Regions from separate parts of the Sus scrofa genome. Here all the other regions are linked to region 2. Evidence: chromatin contacts called from public Hi-C and HiChIP or PLAC-seq data. All regions are on one chromosome and are shown on one strand. The core of a region is the stretch at or near the end of the contact, and the rest is flanking DNA. Distances in the headings are between cores, read along the strand shown.

Region 1 (4,840 bases), core at 122-2,621, 41 kb before region 2:
ATAAATTTTTTTCACCTTTAAATTTGCTAGGAGTTCCCGTCATGGCTCAGTGGTTAACAGACCCAACTAGTAACCATGAGGATGCCGGTTCCATCCCTGGTCTCACTCAGTGGATTAAAGATCCAGTGTTGGCGTGAGCTGTGGTGTAGGTCGCTCAGATCCCGAGTTGCTATGGCTGTGGCATAGGGCAGCAGCTACAGCTCCTACTTACCCCTAGCCTGGGAACCTCCGTATGCCACGGATGTGGCCCTAGATACACAAAAGACAAAATAAATAAATAAATAAAAACTTATTAAAGCTTTATTGTTCTGGGTCTTCACTGAAAACACTGACTCCTGGAAAATTAATAACTCTGAATTATAAAAGAGTTACAGGAAGAGTGGAAAAACAAACACCCCAAAGTATTTTCTCCAATCAAAATAAAAAGCACGAATTACAAAAATTTTTTTAAATCTAATTTATCGGAATCCCCTTTGTGGTGCAGTGGAAATGAACTCGACTAGTATCCATGAGGATGCAGGTTCAATCCCTGGCTTCACTCAATGGGTCAGGGATCTGGCACTGACATGAGCTGTGGTGTAGGTCGAAGATGAGGCTCCCAGGAGGCTTGTTTATTATTTATTTATTTAAGCCAACTCGAGGTATATAAAGTGCCCCAGCCAGGGACAGATCCAAGCCGCATTTTCGACCTAAGCTGCAGCTTCGGCAACGCCAGCTCCTTAACCCACTGGGCTGGGCAGTGGATCAAACCTACATCCCAGAGCTCCCAAGACGCCCTATTATTTTTTTAATTCCACATATAAGTGCTAACACAGTGTATTTGTCTTTCTCTGATTTATTTCAATAAGCATAATACTCTCTGGGTCCATCCACGCTGTTGCTAATGGCAAACATATCTGGTTCTCTGAAAGTTAACAAAAACGCTACTTACAGAGTCATGGGTGAGGTATGTATCGCAGTAGTCACAATAAAACCTGGAAAGAGGAGAAAGGTAGGAAAAAGAAAAGACGACAACCAGTTAATAAAGGCCTGTTCACTAAGGTTCTGTTCGTGTAGGTAAAATATAAAGTAAAAGACCTATTTAAAATTCGAAGACATCAAACAAAACGTCCTGACACAAACCAAGCTTTTTGGTTGCCTTAGGCAGCGCCGACCTCCGCTCTCAAAAAGGGCTATCTAGCGCTCCCGGTCTGATGCCCTCCTCCAGACCCCCTCGTTCCCCCAGGGGCCCCAGGAGCCAGAACCCGCTCTTCGCTTCCCGGGAGGGCCACGTTTAGCGACTGTGAACGCGAACACCCCCAGATTCAGGGGCCCACTCACTTGGGCATGATGCTCTTCAGGCCGTTGGCTATTCCGTTCCGCGCCGCCCGGAAGTGACGCACACAGTAGGCGCCCGCGCGAGAGAATCGATGAGTCAAAAGCGACTGCAAAAAATCCCTCCCGTCCTCCAATCCAAACGCCCGCGTGGGCGTCACCTGCGTCAGCGTGAAGCTAGGGGCGGGGTTTGTCCTACCTATCCTTAACTTTCCGGAAGGCGGGAGGGGGGGCGGTACTAAGTAGCTCCCTGAGGCTCAAGCCACGCCCATGTCCCCTAGAGTGTTGATACTCCCGGAAACATGTTTTTCATCCTTTCGAGTCATCTAATGATTGCCTGCTATACAATAAAGTCAGTATGAGGTGGGTTAGATGTAGCCAAATGCAATGGCGGGAGGGATGAAGCATGGAAGAGGGGCATTTGGCTTTAAATAAGACAGAAAACTTGCTGAGAAAGTGACAACTGAGAAATAACAGGTTTCTTAAAGCAAGAAAGCCTGGTACAAGTCGTTTTACATACGTGTCAGTAACCCTAGAGGTGATAGAATCCCAAGTTTGAGGTCCCTTCCCTGCTTTCGAGTGCATGAATTATTTAGTCTTTCTGAACCTCAATTTCCTCTTCTGAAAAATACGAATAATTCTCACCGGTGAGGCCCTGTTGGTGACCACTGAAACTGCTGAACTTTGCAGTAAACCAATTTGGTGCACGTGCAAAAAGCACAACCACTAAGAGATAGTTTTATTATTACCTGCACCTGACTTTTGCTCATTAACCTACATCACCTTCCCTAATAAAAGTCATGAGGGTGTTCCCATAGTGGCTGAGTGGTTAACTAATCCGACTAGAAACCATGAGGTTGCGTGTTGGATCCCTGGTCTCCTTCAGTGGGTTAAGAATCCGGCGCTGCAGTGAGCTGTGGTGTAGACCGCAGACGCAGCTCGGATCCCGCGTTGCTGTGGCTCTGGCGTAGGTGGGCGGCTACAGCTCTGATTAGACCCCTAGCCTAGGAGCCTCCATATGCCGCAAGTGCTGCTCTAGAAGACAAAAAAAAAAAGAGGAAATAATGTTGGGAACTAGGGGGGAGGACTCTTGCTTCTTTTGCTCCATATTCAAATAATAATTATAAATAGTATAATGATATAATAATAATTAATAAAAATGAATAATAAATATTTGAATATTTACTATCTCTTGGGTGCTTTGTCAAATGGAAAAAAAAATGGAAAGGACATCCTAAAATTTAAGAGTTATGCTTTTCTTGGCGGACAAAACTGAGGACTTAAGCCTGGAAGACAGCCTCTCAGCTCTGAGGAACTGCTCTGAAGAGGTAAGGGAGGAGCCAGAAAATACAGATTTACAACGAAAACCAGATTGTCAGAACATCAAAAGATTATTGTTAGCTAGAGAAAGCCAGACATCTCAATGAGTTTATCACTTTTCTATTTAGGGGAAGAGGCAAGAGTCTGGGCTCAAGGAAATCATTACTACCTAAAGCCAGTATCATGCTTTTCTCCATCCTGAATCCCCTCAAGGTGCACAGTTGGAGATAGCTGTAGTAGCTGCTGGCTTGATGGCCTCAATTATTTTCCACATTTTTCATTCACACTTTAAATGCATTAATTAATTTAATCTATTTAACAATGCTTTTATTCATATTTCAGATGAGGAAACTGAGCTCCAACAAGGTTAAATGTACCACAAAAATTAACTTCACAATGAAGTTATCAGGCTTTCACCATCCTAATACAGTGGTAAATCTTACCGTTATTAATGTAGGACAATTATTTTTGTGTGTCTCCTGCTAGGAGGCTAACATTAAGTAGACATCATCAACTATGATGTATTCTTACCAAAAATGTTTGATTTGGATCTAATAAAATATATACAATAAGCAAGAGGATCAAGCTAAAGGAAAGCAAAAAGCAGCAAACAGATTCTTGTTCTGTTCTGTGGGACATTCTTCAGAACAACTGCCTTCTTTCCTTCAAATCAAAATGTCATTCTGGGAGTTCCCGTCGTGGCGCAGTGGTTAACGAATCCGACTAGGAACCATGAGGTTGCGGATTTGGTTCCTGCCCTTGCTCAGTGGGTTAAGGATCCGGCGTTGCCGTGAGCTGTGGTGTAGGTTGCAGACGCGGCTCGGATCCCGCGTTGCTGTGGCTCTGGCGTAGGCCGGTGGCTACAGCTCCGATTCAACCCCTAGCCTGGGAACCTCCGTATGCTGCGGGAGCGGCCCAAGAAATAGCAACAACAACAAAGACAAAAAAAAAGAAAAAAAAAAGTCATTCTGTATTAAAATATTTTTAAGAGACATGACGTTCAGATGTAGTGTACGGTCCAGGGTTAGTTCTTAGTTTGGACAAACCAGCTATAAAGAACATTTGGGAAAATTGGGCCTTAATGTGCCAGTGCTAGAAACCCACATTTGTGCAAACAGCCTGAGTTGATTTCTTCTTAAGGGGAACGATTCATGAATTATGTTTTGATTTTTTTTCCTATTTTCTCTCTGTCCTGATCCTAGGCCTGTTTTGCCCTCACATCCATTCCTCGCCTTTCTCCTGCTCCTTTCAGCATGGCAGAGGAGGGGGACTCCATACAGGAAAGATGCATGTCCTTCACTCCTGTGCTGGGAGGCCTCCGTACTGAGTTGCTGGGCTCCATTAATGTGAGGCACTTCTAGAGATTGGAGGGATTGAAGAAACAGCCAAGGTATCCCCACTCCTGCCCCACCCCCAAACCAGAGTATCCATCCCCACCCCCACCCCACCTCCAACTTCTAGCAGCTGATCCAAGCCTTTGGTCTCTGGTAACACCATGTCCTTCTGCCTGTCCACTGTAAAGGTGGCAATAACTTCTTGCTATTGCTCTTCTCTCGGCTACTTCATTGTTCTGTTTTACTTTTTATCCCGGCCAATATCTACATAAACCAATTCTTTGAAGTAAATTCCCTGTATTAAATACTTCGAAAGATCTCTTTTCTAGGACTCAGAAGATGTTCAAACTGGTTCCTCCTAGTTCCTCCTAGTTCCAATGGGGATCTCCCCGCATCTTGCCTACAGCCCTCTTATCATGTAAAGCAGTGCTTTTCACACTTTCCCTCTGAGTGTCACAGGCTATGAGAGCTCATTTGTTGCCTTCATTCCCCTATATCCACAGTGAAAATTCCAAGCTAGCTTGAAATGCCCTTGAACTCTTGTGTATTAACCTAAAAACGTATAATGTTTCCAATCTACTTTATTATACATCCATGTTTTTCAATTTTTTAAGGTATTTTACACTTAAAATGAATTTTATTTAATTTTGAATAGGTGATAATACATGATGTTCCCTAGGCACACCCCCTCACCAGTTTCTTGCATGTCTTTCTAAAGATAGACTATGCATATGCAAACATAAACATATGTTTCCTGGTTCTATTTTAAATGCATAGTATTACCGTAACTTCAGTCAGTGGGTTTAGGATCCAGCATTGCTTCAAGCTGCAGTGTAAGTCACAGGTGTGGCTTGGAACCAGCATTACTTTGG
Region 2 (4,713 bases), core at 536-3,035:
TATTTCATATTTTAATAAAGGCCCAGTAAGGGAAGTAAGGTAGAAGAGGGACCAGGAGATGTAATCCCTGCCTGCTTGTATCAGTAACCCCACAGTCATCTCGTCAGGCTTATGGCCACAACACTAGTTACCATTTCTTGAATGGCTCTTACGGAGCAGGCAGAGTACTGAGCTTATATACTGTTACCTCATTTAATCCTCACAACAATCCTATCTGGGCAAGCACTGTGATTACCAATAACTAGCAGAAGGAGAATTTGATTCACAAATGGGTGTGACCCCAGAACCTAGGCTTTTAAAGCCATAGTTTTAGTTTCATCTGGTAGTGGGAAAGAAGGAGGTAGAATGTTTTCCTTTTCCCAAATCTCAAAGCACCCAGGATACTACTGGTCACTTATTCTAGTTGTCTGCTTGTTGAAATTATGTTAAACACATTATATTAGGACTGAGAAATGGGTTCTAGTTTTGCTGCTCTGCATTTTTGAACAAGATATAGAAACCTTCTGGATGTTCTTTTCCATATCTGTAAGACAGAACTACTTGAAGGCAGGCGACCTTTTTCTTTAAAATTTATTTTATTATTTTCATTTTTTCGTTATAGTTGGTTTACAGTGTTTTGTCCATTTTCTACTGTACAGCAAAGAGACCATTTTAAAATTATCTCTTCCCTCTTTGGATGTAGCAGACTGCTGGTCAAATCAGGTGTTTAAAAGCTCATGCTGAAAGAGGAATGAAAGGGGGTAGACAAGATAGTCTGTGTTTCCTTTCTCATTTTTTGAGCTTAACAAGGGGCCCTGACCAGGCAGGTGTACTATATGTTCACTGACACTTTGCTCTCTACAACTGAACAAGGCATGTCAAATTCTTGTGACTTAATTTTTTTTTGCTTTTCAGGATCACACATGCAGCATAGGAAGTTCCCAGGCTAGGGGTGGAATTAGAGATGCAGCTGCTGGCCTGCACCACAGCTCATGCAACGCTAGATCCTTAATCCACTGAGCAGGGCCAGGGACGGACCGCTCATCCTCATGGGATACTAGTTGGATTCCTTACCGCTGGAACTCCTTGTGACTTAACTTTTAAGAGAGAGTTGGCCCTGATGGAGCCGGTAGAAGATTATGCACAATGTTCACCTGGACCTGTGATTGACGTTTGTATCCAGGCCTCCTTTTCTTTCTGGAGACTACCGTTGCATACATAACAGAAACAGCATGGGTAAACTAGCAATCATCCCCGGGGGTGGCCAGGAACCAAGGACTTATGGCATCTTCCTTCTGGGAAAGCCGCTCTAGAAACTTAGGCAAACAAGTCTTTCGGCTGGGAGGGATGGGTTCTCTGTGCACTTCAGTACTTGACCTTGCCCTGGTCTCCGTTTCTCATTTCCTCACGCGCAAAATGCTGGAGTTGTAGACGAAGATGCCTGAGCTTTTCCCCCAACCGCTGGGTTTAACTCCTCCCCTTGAGGGTTGAGGCGGGGCGAGAAAAATGTCAGGTCCTCAGTCACCTCCCCGCGTCGCCTGGCCAACCCTTTCCTCCTTCCCACCGCCCGCCCCCTCGCTCCACCGCGGTGAGGTCACGCGGGGGACGTCACGGGGTTGTGACGCCACTGAGGGGCAGGCCTTCTGGAAAGGAAGGGGCGGGGCCTAAGCCGGCGACGCTTGCGCAGTGGGCGCGACGCGGGAGGAGGCGGAGGTGGTGGAGAAGCGAGAGGCGGCGGCGGCGGAGGCGGCGGCGCTGGGGGGGGTGGGAGGGGGGGGAGCGCGCGAGCGAGTGAGTGGCTGAGTGAGTTTACCCCTATGAGGCGGTGAGAGGCCCGGGGCCTACCTCAGAGGAGCGGGGTCGCGGCGCCAGCTAGCAGCGGGCCCCCTCCTGGTCCCCGGGCCCGGCGGCGCGGCGGCGGTTCGCTTGTGAGGAGGCGGGGAAGTGAGTGTCCGGCCCCAGCCATGGAGGGCATGGACGTGGACCTGGACCCCGAGCTGATGCAGAAGTTCAGCTGCTGGGCACCACCGACAAGGACGTGCTCATCTCCGAGTTCCAGCGGTTGCTCGGTTTCCAGCTCAACCCGGCCGGCTGCGCCTTCTTCCTGGACATGACCAACTGGTGAGCCGGCCCCGCCGCGCGAGTCCTAGCAGCGGCCTCGGGGCCCCGAGGGGAAGGGAAGGGACACCCGAGCTCGGCAGCAGGGCGGGCCGGGCGGGCACTGAGGGGCACCCTCTTCCGGGGGCGGGGAGGGCGTGTGGGGAGTCCTATGGGCCTGCGAGAATTCGGGGACTGAGCAGGGCTAGAGGGGGACATACGAGGAGAGTTGGGGGCTATGGAGGGCAGGAGAGGCGGAAGGGAGACGGGAGAGTGTGTGTGTGGGGAGGGGTTTCCTGAGGTTCTTCGGAGCATTAGCAGCCGATGAACGTTGGAAGAGGGGCAGAGACTTGAGTATCGAGGCGTGGGGTAAATCTGGGAGGAAGAGGGCTGTGCTGTTGGCTAAGAGTAAAAAGCACACAAAACCTAAAGATAGGGAGTGGAAAAAAGCTTGGGGTGTGGACTTAGGGGCTGAGGAGGACAGGGATGAGGGGAAACTCCGGGAGAGAATTAGGTGCTGTGGAAGAACCTGGGCACGGGTGAGACTTGGAGTTAGGATTTGATAAGAATAGATCGTGTGTGTGTGTCCACTGGAGGACAGATAGGGAAAAGGGAAGAACTTCATGGGGCAGGACAGGTGAATACGGCTTAAAAAAAAAAAAAAAAAAGACTTTCCAAAGAGTTGTGCCAGGATAGAGTGGGATCTACTAGTGGAGAAATGGAGCGCTAGACCCGGAGCAGGGTCTGGGAAAAAACTTAGGAAAGTGAAGGAGAGTTTATCTTGGGGGAGGGAACTTTCTGAGGGGATTGGAGCCCTGGGCTCCAGAATGCGGGGAAAGGAGAGGGGCTTGTCCAGAGGGTCTTAAGGGGAAGACAGCTGGGTTTTTAAATGTTTGGGAAGATGGAGAACTTAGGCTGGAAACCAAGTATTTTTGGCTTGGAGACTTCTTGTAGAAGACTGAATTGGGACAGAAGACCATGATAACTTAGACTAAAGAAGTGTTTACTGGCTTTGGATGGTAGCACTTGCTATTTTTCAAGTAAGGCTTCCCTTTGTGTACCGAGGAGGAGTTGTTGAATTCATTCAGAGTGCGTGATAAAGTGGAGAATATTAACTTCCTTTGAAAGTATTTCAGGTGAAACAACTCATCTTTCTTTGGTCAGAAAGCCATGAGATAAGTGCCCTTTGCTCTCTGTGTTGGGCATTCTGTCCCTGGCATGTGGAATCTTGTTTCTCTTGGCATCACTTATATAGCCAGTTTCACCTTTATTCCCTGTCCACTGCTTCAGGCAGTGTCAGAAAAGGAGGTCCCGTGAGCCTGGTCTTTATCCCATTCCTGGTCGAGCCCTGTCCTAAATGATGCGCATCTTACTAATGGGAGCCTTGTGGCTGTGATGGCTCCAAAGGTGATGTGTGAATTTTTTTCTGTGCAGCATCATTGATAGGTCCTGTTCTGTCTTTAAAGTTGATTGTTATAGTAAGAGTAGGATTGAGTTTCTAGATGTTTAGAAAACTCTTTGAATGTAGGAGGTAGTCTTTATAATTAAAGAAGCATTTGTGATCCCCTCTTTTATCTTTTATGTCTGGAATGATCTCAGATAGGTACTACAGCCTACAGTAGTTTTCTGAACACGAGCCTGTGTTTAATAAAGAGTGACAGAGGTTATTGAAAACACTGGAAAGAGACATTACGCTGGTGAAATTTAGAAGTAAAGCAATGTGTTGAGGAGGCATGTACCCGTGCCTGCCTGTTTCCCACTCTTGGTTTTTTTTCTTCCTTGTTTACACTAGTTTAGCATAGGAAACTTGGCGTATTGCTGCTGCCAGTTTAGTAGGGGAGGATCAGTATTTCTCCCCGCCTTTTTGAGTTGTACCATTTAAATCCTGCTTTAATAAGTTTTTAGTTTTTTAGAGTCAGTATTTATCAGTACAATTATTATGGCTACAGAACCAGTGTAATGAATTTTATATGCTTGAGGTGTGTGTGTTTAACATCTAAGATTGTTTTTAAGTGTTGTGAAAGGTGAGGCCCAGTGTGGATAAGAAAAAAAATTATGGTTGCCTTATAAAAATTTTATTTGAATTGTATATAAAAATTATTAAGCTTAGTGACATGGAGTAGCATGTGTTCTGATGAAATGTTATCTCTGTAGAAAACAAGGTGAAATATATTTCTGAGCAGAGCAGTGAACCATTGAAAAATGTATTCTGGTTTTAAAGCAGTTAGAAGTCAGTAATTTCTTAGGGATCCAGGCAATTAAGTGATAGCTGCTTTAAGCCAAATTACCTTATTTTTGGACTGTGGAAGTCATGTTTTTAGTTTTCTTTAATTATAAAATGAAAAATTTGTGAATTGAAGGAAGTAAGGCTTGATATTTTTTTCTTTCTAATGAAAACAGCTCTGTAATCCATGATTGTATTTTTTTTTTTTAATTTTTTTTGTCTTTTTTGTCTTTTGTTGTTGTTGTTGCTATTTCTTGGTCCGCTCCCGCGGCATATGGAGGTTCCCAGGCCAGGGGTTGAATCGGAGCTGTAGCCACCGGCCTACGCCAGAGCCACAGCAACGCGGGATCCGAGCCACATCTGCGACCTACACTACAGCTCACGGCAACGCCGGATCGTTAACCCACTGAGCA
Region 3 (4,227 bases), core at 709-3,208, 36 kb after region 2:
AATTGTTGTGTGAATTTCACCTCAATTTTTTTTAGAAAGGAAAAATAGTTTGATCATGATCATTAGCCAAAGGGACTCAGAAATTAAACTCTGCAATGCTAGTGTCGAGTTGCTGTATCCTCAGCATCTGCCCCCCTCTGCCCCCTTTTAAACAATAGGCCAGTTGTGTTTTCTCAGATGTCAAGAATGCCCAATGTAAGATGGCTTTGAGATTCCCTAATTTAGTAGTTCAACTACATCATCAAGGACACAGCAGTTATTTCCCTCTTTCTGATCTATCATCCTCAGCATATCAGTTTCATCCTCATTAGGTCGTCTGAGTGTTCCCTAGGTGGCTGTTTTTTTTTTTTTTTTTTTTTTTTTTTTAATCTTGCAGTGGTGGGAAAAAAAGATACCTTTTCTTTCTGTTTTTTTTTTTTTTTTTCCTTTACCTTTGTTTTATAAACTTTTCTTTTTTTCCATACCCATAGCATGCAGAAGTTCCTGGGCCAGGGATTGAACCCCTGCATTGTTGGTGGGAATGTAAGTTGGTGTAGCCACTATGGAAAACAGTAAAGAAATTTCTTTAAAAAACTGAAAATAGGGCGTTCCTGTTGTGGTACAGCAGAAATGAATCCAACCAGTATCCATGAAGATGTGGTTTTGACCCTAGGCCTCGCTCAGTGGGTTGGGGATCCGGCATTGCTGTGAGCTGTGTTGTAGGTCAAAGATGCAGCTCAGATCCTATGTGGCTGTGGCTGTGGCTGTGGTGTAGGCCAGCCAATTCAACCCCTAGCCTGAGAACTTCAGTATGCCACCAGTGAGGCCCTAAAAAAACCCAAAAAACAAAAAAACAAAAAAAAAAAAAACCATTCGACCCAGCACTCCCACTCTTGGGCATATATCCAAAGAAAACTTTAATTCGAAAAGATACATGCACCCCAGTGTTCATGGCAGTGCTATTTACAATAGCCAGGACATGGAAGCAACCTAAATGTCTATTGACAGAGGAATGGATAAAGAAGATGTGGTACTATACACAATGGAATATTACTCAGCCATAAAAAGAATGAAGTAATGCTATTTGCAGCAACATGGATGGACCTAGAGAGTATCATACTAAGTGAAGTAAGACAGAGAAAGACAAATATCATATGATACCACTTTTATGTGGAATCTAAAATATACAAACAAACTTATTTACAAAACAGAAATAGACTCTCAGACATAGAAGACAAACTTAGAGTTACCAAAGAGGAAAAGGGGTCGGGGAGAGAGAGATTAGGAGTTTGGGATTAGCAGATCCAAACTACTGTATGTGAAATAGCTAGCAATAAGTTCCTACTGTATAGCACAGGGAACTGTATTCAGTATAAACCCAAATCACTTTGCTGTGCACTAGAAACTAGCATGATATGTAAATCAACTGTGCTTCACTTAAAAAATAAAAAATGAATAAAGTTTTACCATTTTAACTTACTACAATTCTGTAGTATAAAGGATATTCACAGTGTTATGTAACCATCACCATCATCCATCTTTGCTTGTGCCCTTTTTTCCCCTGTTACACTACCTCCCTTTGTTCTTCAGGACACTTAACCATTTGAAATCAGAGAAAAACTTTTCTTGAGCAAAAACACTGAAGGAACTGAGACGTTTAACCTTTCAGGCTGGGCCTCATGCTGAGTTAGTGCCTTCCCTTTCCCATCTCCTCAGCCAGCTCTGTTTCATGCAGTTTCTTATTGGCTAGTAATAATAGTTGCATATGTTGTTTTGAACAGAATACAGTGCTATCATGTCTGCTTGTTCTTACATTGAATTGGAGCTGTTTAGTCTATTCTTGCTGTTCCTTGGCCCAGTGAGTTAGTGATCTAGATGGTCCAGGTGCCAAGGAACTTATACCCACATTTTAAGTTGTGTACCTTCCTGATAGATTAGAGCACCACTGGGCTAATGTCCACTCTCCACCTTTTACTTGTAAAATGAATATGCTTTGTCATCCTTCACTCCTGCTTCCTGCCAGGAATCCAGTTCACTACTTTCAGTTTCACTTCGTGCTTTAACAAATATTTCCTAATCTGTGGCTAAATTTCCTATATAATAGAGGTACAAGTAAGCAGGTTTTTTGGCTTGACTGTGGGATGAAGGCTGATTTGAGGAGGGAGATGAATCTGCCTAAGTAGGGTAGCTGGACTTTTCCACTTGTTAGTATTTCTACTGCGCTCGTCTCTGAGTCCTGTCTGATATGAGGTGGAGCCAAGTGGCGAAATATGACACAGGCTGAGGATAAGAATTGGCAGTTGTCCTGAGCGCACAAATAGTTTCTTCCCTCTCAAGCATATTTTACAGCCAAGTGAACAGAAAACAATTCAGGCTGTTTGCCTGGGACCTTCGGCAGAAAAATTATCTTTATAAAATGTGGACACTTAGTTTTTATGAAAAGCTTTCAGAAGAACAAAGTGCAAACTAGGCTTATTTTTCTCTCCCTCATTTTATCTTTGATCTCTAAGTATAAGGCTGATTCCAGATGTACTCCTAAGCCTATTTGTGGGTGGTAGGGTCTGGGCCTCCCCAAGTTTGACCAGTCACATATTCTTCACTTTGGATCACAGTCAGCTAGATAAGGAAATTTCTAGAAGAGTCTAAAGTCCAAGTGTTCCTATTGAATGGTCAAGTAAACAGGCACAGTTTGGACCCTGGCCCAGCTCTGCGCTGTGTAAATTTTATCTAGCACACACGGGCCGGCAGCTGGTAGTGGTATAATTCCAGGCAGTACTGATTAATACTACAGGCCACCCTTGCATGAGCCTTGACCTGAGGTAGCTGCTCTAAATATAGCCTTCCTTTCTGGCAGCTGCAAACACCTGGAGGAGCAGACAGGCCCCCAGCAGAAAAGTATTTGCTGTTAATAGCATGTCTCTTCAACAGTTGTGTACTGTCAGAACTTATTTCATGCTATGTTTGTGCATAATTAAAAGCAACCCGCTGAATCCATTGGCTTATGGTTGGGTTATGTTTGGAAAAGGCTATTTTTGCGTGGTTAAACTGTGGGGTCTGGGAATGATGTCACTGGTTTGAGGAAGACCATAATAAGAGAAGCAGTTACCGTAATTTCTTTGATCTCTAATGAACATAGCTTACTTAAACCCTTTAGTGGCCTTTGGTTTCTGGCACTGATGAACCATGCTGTCAGTCATGTGATTCTGTTCAATTAGAAACTCTGATTTGTGTGCTTGGAGTTCCTTCGTAAGGGGGCTTATAAGCATGTAAGTAATTAAAAAGAAAATTTACAAAATGGTACTTCCGAAAAGAAACTACAAATGACTTGTAAACATATAAAATACATTTAACTTCTCATAAAAAGAGAAAACTTTCTCTCGAGAAAACCATTTTAAGACCTCACTGAGATCTTATTTTTTACCTATCAGATTGACAAAAATCCAAAACGTTGGAGAAAAACTGTTGATGAGCCAGTGGGGAAATAGAAACTGTAGTACATTCTTTTTTTTTTTTTGTCTTTTTGTCTTTTTGTCTTTTTGCCTTTTCTAGGGCCGCTCCTGAGGCATATGGAGGGTCCCAGGCTAGGGGTCAAATCGGAGCTGTAGCTCCAAGCCTTCACCACAGCCACAGAAACACGGGATCTGAGCCAAGCCTGCGACCTACACCACAGCTCACGGCAACGCCAGATCCTTAACCCACTGAGCAAGGGCAGGGATCGAACCCGCAACCTCATGGTTCCTAGTCGGATTTGTTAACCACTGCGCCAGGACAGGAACTCCTGTAATACATTCTTGATGGGAGCATTCCTTAAGTATATAACTCTTTTATTTGAGGGAAGTTTAGATAAAGCCACAAATATATGCCTTTTGACTCAGCAGTACCACTTTTAGGAATTTATCCTATAGGGATGCACTTATATATAAAACTATGTGGCTTAAGCTTATGCTTGGAAGAATTAAAGATTAGAAACAAACTCAAAGTGGACTGGTTACATAAATAATGGTGTGTTTATAGTGGATACGGCTATAAAAAAGCAGTTAGGATACTCCTTTTGTACTGACTTAGAAATGTCCTCATGATACAGTATTAAAAGAATAAAGAAAAGGGTAGTGTATAATATGCTACCAATTGTGTAAGAATGGTGAAAATAAGAATGTAATTTGCTTGTATGTGCATAAGGAAGTTTTGGAAGGATATTTAAGAAATGTGTGTGTGTGTGTGTGTAGGAAAGAAGAGAGAAGATGAGTA

Evidence for each region. Hi-C and Micro-C count contacts between places; a contact is called where the count stands out from the background. HiChIP or PLAC-seq counts read pairs in DNA pulled down with a chosen protein or histone mark.
Region 1: a contact with region 2 is called in an H3K27ac HiChIP or PLAC-seq map of alveolar macrophages. The contact joins the promoter of SNRPC here to the promoter of C7H6orf106 in region 2. A contact is called at or near these places in 1 of 5 promoter capture datasets (liver), 4 of 47 Hi-C or Micro-C datasets (embryonic fibroblasts, epiblast stem cells, heart right ventricle and 1 more) and 1 of 2 datasets of contacts at active chromatin or transcription factors (alveolar macrophages).
Region 3: a Hi-C map of liver shows a contact between it and region 2, with 4 times the contacts expected there. The contact joins the enhancer-like site here to the promoter of C7H6orf106 in region 2. A contact is called at or near these places in 10 of 47 Hi-C or Micro-C datasets (alveolar macrophages, embryonic fibroblasts, fetal liver and 4 more) and 2 of 2 datasets of contacts at active chromatin or transcription factors (alveolar macrophages and skeletal muscle).

The regions. Positions count from the first base shown.
Region 1 is chr7:30,704,867-30,709,706 of Sscrofa11.1, reverse strand. SNRPC (small nuclear ribonucleoprotein polypeptide C) reads right to left here and starts at 1,371. Exons shown (of 6, transcript NM_001190203.1): 1 at 1,321-1,371; 2 at 932-974. The coding sequence starts at 1,328. LOC106507687 (a long non-coding RNA gene) reads left to right here and starts at 1,597. Exons shown (of 3, transcript XR_002345651.1): 1 at 1,597-1,666; 2 at 2,543-2,642; 3 at 3,837-4,028.
Region 2 is chr7:30,664,187-30,668,899 of Sscrofa11.1, reverse strand. It overlaps C7H6orf106 (chromosome 7 open reading frame, human C6orf106), which reads left to right and starts at 1,785. Exons shown (of 6, transcript NM_001243026.1): 1 at 1,785-1,995; 2 at 1,998-2,100. The coding sequence starts at 1,944.
Region 3 is chr7:30,628,537-30,632,763 of Sscrofa11.1, reverse strand. The region is part of intron 2 of C7H6orf106 (chromosome 7 open reading frame, human C6orf106); the gene reads left to right. Among named protein-coding and RNA genes, the nearest start is that of C7H6orf106, 36 kb to the left of the region's middle. Within about 2 kb of position 1,958, at least 58 of the 83 cell types and tissues checked have an H3K27ac peak or open chromatin away from gene starts, as enhancers often do. A contact at or near this core is called in alveolar macrophages, fetal liver, liver and 2 more, where this site is marked.